Regions from separate parts of the Callithrix jacchus genome. Here region 2 is linked to region 1. A link is a contact called in public Hi-C data. All regions are on one chromosome and are shown on one strand. Each heading gives the region's core, a stretch centred on a gene start, on an enhancer-like site or on the middle of the called end of the contact. The rest is flanking DNA. Distances are from core to core; before and after follow the strand shown.

What was found. A called contact is a pair of places that touch in the nucleus more often than the background predicts.
Region 2: a Hi-C map of induced pluripotent stem cells shows a contact between it and region 1, with 2.6 times the contacts expected there. The contact joins two enhancer-like sites. A contact is called at or near these places in 3 of 3 Hi-C or Micro-C datasets (induced pluripotent stem cells and skeletal muscle).

Annotation. Positions count from the first base shown.
Region 1 is chr11:109,735,837-109,739,961 of calJac240_pri, forward strand. All of the region lies in intron 12 of DGKI (diacylglycerol kinase iota), which reads left to right. Among named protein-coding and RNA genes, the nearest start is that of PTN, 240 kb to the right of the region's middle. Within about 2 kb of position 1,780, at least 3 of the 16 cell types and tissues checked have an H3K27ac peak or open chromatin away from gene starts, as enhancers often do.
Region 2 is chr11:110,130,476-110,134,600 of calJac240_pri, forward strand. No RefSeq gene overlaps it. Among named protein-coding and RNA genes, the nearest start is that of PTN, 150 kb to the left of the region's middle. Within about 2 kb of position 1,691, at least 2 of the 16 cell types and tissues checked have an H3K27ac peak or open chromatin away from gene starts, as enhancers often do.

The sequences.
Region 1 (4,125 bases), core at 530-3,029:
TGGCCAACCTGGTGAAACCTCATCTCTATTAAAAACACAAAAATTAGCCAGGCACGTGGTGCGTGCCAGTAATCCCAGCTACCTGGGAGGTTGAGACGGGAGAATTGCTCGAACCCAGGAGTTGGAGGTTGCAGTGAGCCAAGATCATGCCACTGCACTCCAACCTGGGTGACACAGTGAGACTCTGTCTTAAAAAAAAAAAAAAATACAAGGAGGCAGAGGGATACATTCCTCATTAACACACTTGGAAGTGGAGGTGAGAGAGTTGGTTCCGCCCCTATTTCTGTGACTTTGGCAGGTTCCTTAGCCTCTTTTGAGACTTTCTAAATCTATGAAGAAATGCATTCAGATCTCTAAGGTTCTAACAGCTGTAGCATTATAATAATAGAGACTATTATTCAAGAGAACTTTAATGCAAGCCATATTTGTACAATTTTGAATTTTCTAGAAGGTACTTTAAACAAAAAGCAGGTAAAATTAATTTTATAGTATATTTTATTTATCTAAAGTGGTATCATTTTAATATGTGTTAATTTATAAACATTGTTAATTTATTTTCTATTTGTACAGTCTTCAAAATCCAGCATGTATTTTATGCTTAGAGCACATCTAATTTTTGATTATTTATATTCAGTGCTGGGTCACTACATGTGGCCAGTGGCTGCAGTGTAGTCTCTTTGTTACTGGCTTACACAATTCAGAGGTTGTCACATAGTTGCAGCTGTCCCATTTTTTGATCTCTTGGCTGCAGTAAAATTCAGCTAACTCAAGAATGATCTCAAACCTTCATGTTTATAAATGAGAAACAGCCTGTCTTTTGTCATCTGGTAAATTTGTATTTTCTCACTTCCTTGGCCACGTTGACACCTATCCAACTCCCAATGGCTGTCACCCTGCCGAAATATTGAAGAACACATGAACTGATCCCCTGAGGCTCACATATCCTCATTATGGCTCCTTAAGGTATAACCTGTGGTCCCTACCTATCTGGCTCCTGACTTTGATGAACTTGGCTCAATTTGCAAGCCTGCCTTTATTTTAATTCTTTCCAAAGGCCTGAAATTAGATTGACTTCAGCCACCCACTTGATGCTTATTTCTTGTTCTAATGACGACATCCCAAATGGTAGGCACCCCCATGCCCTGACTCACCACAGCCAATGCAAAGAAGAAAGTATTATTTTTCCTTTAATCAATATGGACAATCACGTCATCCTAAGCCCCTTTCCCCATTCAGCCTCAGCCTAATTATAGTTCATCCTCTCTCATGAGTAAGCACACAGTGTACCCTTGGTGTGGATTCTACATTCCAAGGAAAGGTCATACTTTGACTTTTATCTTGATTTCTTTAACTTTAAACACATTTCTTTTAACACATGTTGGCTTTATTAAGTACAAACATACATTAAAAAAACAAAAGGAAGAATCATCGTGCACATATTCAAAAGGGTCCCCCAGTCATCCAATAGAGTTCAGCAACACTACTCTTGTTTTCCTTTGATTTCCAAATGTGAGTGCCCTTTGCTTTTTGGCTTGCATATACGACAAGGCAGTGCAATGTGCATCTGCTTTGTTGGAAGAAAATATCAATTCGCTGTCATCTCCTCCCCCAAGCCACCTCTCATGTTAGTATACTGCAGAATGAAAATATTGCTCAAGATGCACTTGGTAAACATTCAGTGACAACGACTGCTGAAAACGGACAGATGGTGGCAGCATTGGCCAGCTGCTGCCGTGCCTGGCTGCTCAGGGACAAAGCGGAGGACCTGGTGTTCTCAAGCTGTCAGCCCTGCTTTTCCTAGGAAGGAAGGAAAGAACTCTGCAAACTGGAAAATGATTAGGCCCAATCAGGATAACTTTCTTCAGTGCCGGCGGAAAATATACCAAGTGTGATATGTTGCAATTAAGTAAATAATTTAATTGAAAAGGTGCAAGGTGAGCTGGTGGAGATGATTTGGGAAAATACTGAAGCCCTGGCAGAGTTCCTGCCCGCAGAACCTTTCAATGTGCAGTCTGGGCTTCAGGCAGAAACAGGTTCTGGATTGCTGTAAAGACAGAGCTTCCAGAAATGGCTTTAAAATATTTTGTTAAGTTTTTTTCTAAGGACAAAGACAGAGTATTTCCCAAGACTTTTTTAAGTCTCCTGCTATTGTAAGTGTGTGCTTGTTGCCATTCTGTTTTTTATAGCCCATTTTTACTGCAGGGCAGCTCGGCTTTTACTGTTCGTTCTTTAGAGTCTGGAAAAGAAAGTCTTCCTGATTTGATGGCCAAAGGTGGGACTGATTTGCAAACTCAGGGCTCAACTTAAAGTGGAGAAATGGGAAGAAGACATTTTGCTTCTAGGAAACTGGGCCTTTATGGATGAAGTGAGAAAAGAGGAGGAAAATTCTAGCTGAGTCACAGTAGCTAATGTTAGTTTAGCATTTGCTGTTTGTCAGGCCCTAGCTAAGCAATGTCTACATGTTAGTTGATGCAACAACTCTGGAAGAGAGGCATTATTATTACTTTTGCTTTACAGATGTGAGGGGAGCTTAGAGAGATTAAGTGACTTACCTAAACTCAACCAGCCAGTGAGTGGAGGAGCTGAGCTCCCTGCCGCTCGGTTGGTGCCGCACACTTCTGCACTGTGCTGTCTTCCGGGGACACTGGCTGTTGGGGAGTGCTGATAGAGCTGCTGGCTGAGAAAAACTCTTCAGGAGCTATGGAGGAGCGATACAGACCCACCTCCCTCAGAGAACTATTAGCCCAATGTTGGTTGTCTGTGGGAGAATTTCAAGACAAAACAAAATCTGTTCTGTGAAAGGCAGGAGGCCTTTGATGATTCCGAAAGTGGTGGAATGATGAAATGCAAGATTTTCTGCTTGTCTTCAGGAGACAATGACATATTTGATCATTTGGCTACAGAAGAAAGGAGACAATTTATTTATCCAGTTCATAAAGCAAATTGGTTGATGAGAGGGGAAGCACCTTTACATTCACACCCTCTGTACTTGTCCTGTTCTGCAGAGACCAAGGGTAAAAGGAGAAGAGATGGTGAGGAATCCAAGGGCCCTGTGGGCTCTGCCTTTGTGAGGAATCATAGCTCAGTATCATGAAAACTCCTGACCATCTTCTCTGAGAAAACCAATAGGAACGTAGCCTAGAAGATCTGAAGGAGGGCAGTTAGAAGACACAGCATCGGCTGCGCGTGGTGGATCATGCCTGTAATCCCAGCACTTTGGCGGATGGATCACTTTGAGCTCAGAAGCTTGAGACCAGCCTGGGCAACATGGCAAAACCCCGTCTCTACAAAAAAAAAATTCACCAGGTGTGGTGATTTGCACCTCTAGTCTCAGCTGCTTGCAGGGGCTGAGGCTAGAGAATCACTTGAGCCCAGGAGGCAGAGACTGCAGTGAGCTGAGATTGTGCCACTCCAGACTGGGCAACAGAGTGAGATTCTGTCTCAAAACAAAACCAAAATCTAAAAAAACAAATAAAGAAAAAAACCAAAAAAGCCCCCAGGAAACCACAGTATCGATTCATAGAAGTTGTGGGGTACGTCACGTACTTCAAAGTCATTTGGAAATAGTTTGTGTTCCGTGGGCAGTAAATTAACCCCCTAATGTTCCATCCATCTTGGTATTAGCATTCCTCCTGTGATGTGGAATTATTTCTTTGCTAGTTCATCTTCACAGAAGGTTGTTTTATTTGATTTTTACTTTTCTCTGTATCACTTTGGTTTCTAGTAATATTGAATGTTTATAAGACTTTCAGACGAGAGCTGGGTTTTTCCGTGGATTCCTATGGTTCCATCCTGGGGAGATGACAGGGGTGTGTCAGTGGGCTTGTAGGAAGTCAGGTCAAGCACTTATCAGAGTGAGGCTTTCTGGGCTGCTTTTAGCTCTAGCAGGTCTCACCTTTCTGTGGGTCATAACATCAGACTGTTTTTCACATTCTGCCTTCCTCTCTTCCTCCCCACTAAGAGGCAGCCTCACTCCAGGACAGCTGCTGATCAGGCAGAAGCCAAAATCCCAGCTTCCTCTGCTATTCGCAAGACCAGGAGCCAAGCTGATGCAAGCCTTTACCCCAGCTCTGCCACTATGTATTTATTTCTGGCCCATGAAGCTTTCTTTCTTTATTTTTTTTT
Region 2 (4,125 bases), core at 441-2,940, 390 kb after region 1:
GAATGGAATATAAATCAATTTATAGAGATTTAACAGAAAAGTATAAATATTTAGCAGAATTAAATTGAAGTTCTGCTAAATATTTTCAATTTAATTCTGCTAACTATTTATACTTTCCTATTAAACTCTGTTTTTTCTAATGAATTCTAGCACCTCTTCTTCAGATGATACTTAGAAATGCCCAACTACCCCGTCAAGTCTGTCGGGTATTTTGAATTCATGCATTTTGCTTCTTCAGGGACTTCCTTCTTAAGAAAACATGTTACATGAGGCTTCATCAGCTTCAAAATGTACAAAAGATGTATTTAAGTAATGGAGAGAAGGGCTTGGTGGCTCTCCAATCTAAAGTGTGTCCAACATATGTGATTTTATAATTATGGAATAATAAAATATTAAGAAGATATTCCATGTAATTTTCATAGTTACATATCAACCTCTTATACCACAGGGTGAATTGATTTTCATTTACACTCTGAAACACTAGAACAACTCTGGAATACAGCTGAAGGTGGCAACCTTCAGTTCACTCTTGTTCAACCCTTATCTTGATAGGTCCCTAATAATCATGTTCCTTTCACATCAGTTTCTTCAGGCAACAGAGTAGTTCCCTACATAGATATCACTCCTACTTCATTGGTAAAGCTATAGGAGAGGAAGGAAAAAAGAAAGAAAAAATGTGGAGCAACATATCAATCAACCGGTATTTACTAAATTAACATATCTGTAGAGGGAACCATAAATAAATGATAAAGCTTTCTCCACATTATTCTGATGGTCAGTCATGATGATGAAGTTTTCTTTGGGAGACTTCTAAAATGTATCTATTCTAGAGCGACATCGAAATCTCCAACATTTCCTGAAAATTCAGATTCTGGGATAAATCTGATAACTATGCTGAGGAATTGAGAGATTTCATGAGAAAAATACTGCAAAGGAATATAAGAATTCTCAGTGGTTAGTAAACATCAAGCCTTCTTCTAGACAAGCTCAGTTCAACAGAAATATAATGTGAGCCACCAAAGCAGGTCAACTACAATTTAAAAATTTCTAGTAGTCACTTTTAAAAACCTAACAACAGGTGAAATCAATTCTAGTAATATATTTAACCCAATACACCTGGCGTATTATTTTTTTATATTGAAGTATAGATTTTGCATAATCTTTTTCATATTTAGTGTTTGAAATTTCATGTGTATTTTACACTTACTGCTGATCTCAATTCAGACTAGATCTTAAGTACTCAGGAGCAACATATGGCTTGTTGGCTGTATTGGAAAGCACAGCTCCAGAGACAGGTAAGTGATTATAAGTAAAGCCTAATAAGCAAAGTATAGAATACAGCATTATTTAAATTTTCACTATGCACCTCAATACTCCATTCTTCAAATTTGAATTGTGTTAGGAAAATATTCTACAGAAAAGTTGAAATCAAACATACTTGAGTAAATTAGAATTTGAAAATGTTCAGACAGTCCCACTGCTCTTCAGCACGCCTATATCTCTCACAGTCCCTGTGTCTCAGCCACAGGTGTTGGATGTAGCCCAAGTTGAGAATCCCAGCTGTTTCACAGGGGCTCTGGCAAATTGACAGCTGCTTTATTACCAGAGCTTGAAATTGAGGCCAATAAGCTTAGCACAGAGGGACCTAAAGTCCATTTTGCGGAGACAAGGCCACCATCATGTGGAACCTGACGGAACTGCAATAAGATTCACATTCCCATCGCATGGCGAAGACTCAAGTCATCAGTGCATCCCCACTGGGACAGCACTTCAAGAATGTCTAATTAACATACCTACGAAATGTGCAACAAACTTGGAGCTCCAGAGAAGGTTCAGAGAAGGCCAATTCCTATTTCAAGAGAAACAAAAGACAGACTGAAATAGCTAAATCATGCATGGTCAAAAACAATAAAATCATAAAATGTAAAATGGGGACTTACATACACAAATCTGCCTGCTGAAATCAAGGCCTACTGGGTAAGAGTTCAAATATAATATTGGGTTAAATCTATGATTTTGATCAGAAAACTTTTTAAAAATCCTTATTGTAAGAGGAGATAGATTTTAAAATAAAGTACTATAGGATGATGAGTTTATCTTTTTGAAGAATAAGCCAGTATAGTGAATTATTAGGAAGGTTTGAAATGACAAGACGTCTTTTGAATGGCAAATCGTTTTGGCAGTACTAAGGAATTTAGGCTGTTTCTATGACGGTTCTATATGGTCTGTCTTCTGGTTTCCTAACACTGTTACATTGTACATGTGTAAGATAGTTGCAAAATATTCAAACATATAAAACATAGGCACATATTACTGTGAAGTTGATGATATGTTCAGGGTGTGTCTGTTGATGAAAATGTAAGACCATCATGTAATACGGAAAAACATGGTACCAGGCAGGGTGCGGTGGCTCAAGCCTGTAATCCCAACACTTTGGGAGGCCGAGGCGGGTGGATCACGAGGTCAACAGATCGAGACTATCCTGGCCAACATGGTGAAACCCCGTCTCTATTAAAAATACAAAAAATTAGCTGGGCATGGTGGCGCGTGCCTGTAATCCCAGCTACTCAGGAGGCTGAGGCAGGAGAAGTGCCTGAACCTAGGAGGCGGAGGTTGCGGTGAGCCGAGATCGCGCCCTTGCACTCCAGCCTGGGTAACAAGAGCGAAACTCCGTCTCAAAAAAAAAACAAAAACAAAAAAACATGGTACCAAAACGAATATTAGCATGTTTTCACTACATCTACCACTGAAAGACCCATGTTTTCCTTTTCCAAAAATAAGATCTCCAAGCACATGATATTTGCTCCCTGGAAACTTCAGGGTGTATTATTAACCCTATGCTTTCTGAGCCTGTAGAAAAAATGATGTGATCAGGAGCCAATGTAGGTTTATTAAGAATATGTCAGAACAAGTTATTCTGTTTCGAAAGGATTGACATGCAGGGTCTGATGATTTCTACACAGCATTTAACTAAAGGTTACTCTTGTTTCTTGGCTAATAATATGGTGAAATGTTGTTTGGATTGTTGTCCTACAAATTTGAACAATTTTTTCGAGAAGTTTAGTTCTTTTTGTATTTAGCAGCATTTCTAATAGAATATTTGTAACCTCTCTGATTTATGTTGTCCTTTTACTATTGTAGCAATGACATGACTTAATGCTTAGAAAACATGGTTATCAAATTTGCAGATGACATAAAATTTGGACACAAGCTAATATGATAGATGTCACAATCAAGTTTTAAAATGATTGTGTAGGCTTAATTCAAAATGATGACATTTAACAAAAATAAATATTCTTGATTTTAGTTAAAACAGTAAATTTTATAACTGGATTGGGAAGGCCTTTCTTTGAAAAAATTTATATAAAAATAATCTGAAACTTTTGTTTATCACAAAATACAAGTATGGTAACACCCACACAATTTTAGTTTACTAAAATGGATTTTTTGGATCCAAATTAAATTTGGTAATAATCCCCCTGAACTCTGTCTTTAATTGACAACCCTGTGTTAATTTCAGGGCTGCATACTGAGAGAGAAACTGACAATTCAATGGTATACGGAGAAAGAGTTTCGAGATTGATAGTGCTATAGAAGCCACTTATAAAAAGATGTTTTTAAAGAAAATGTTATTTTGAGGACAACATAGTGATTATGTTAGTTTTGAAATAAAAGAGACGTGAGCTTAAGTACCAGAATAGCCATTAACCCTGGCGATCTGACCTTGGGCAAGTTATTTAATGTTTTTCAGCCTCAGTTTCTGCATCTGTAAATTGTAGCTAATAATGATGACAAAGAGGATACATGCTAGCAGAAGTTAGATTTAAAGAGAGATTGCACAGTAGACATATTACATTTAGCTTTGTATGATAAAACCACTGGAGGAAAGGGAACTTTGTTTGGTCTAGTGTAATAATTTGAATTACCCAATTGAATACTTAAGTTAACCCATTAAATTACCCAAAAATCCAAATTAACCCAAATTGTTTTTATAGGTAAAAAGCTCTTGGCCACTGAAGCTATTCAAAGGTGTTTGAGTTATGAGCTCTCAGAGCATTTCTGCTGTTAGTTGGGGGTTTGACGATATATATGACAATTTATAGGACCACTAAATGTCATCAGGAA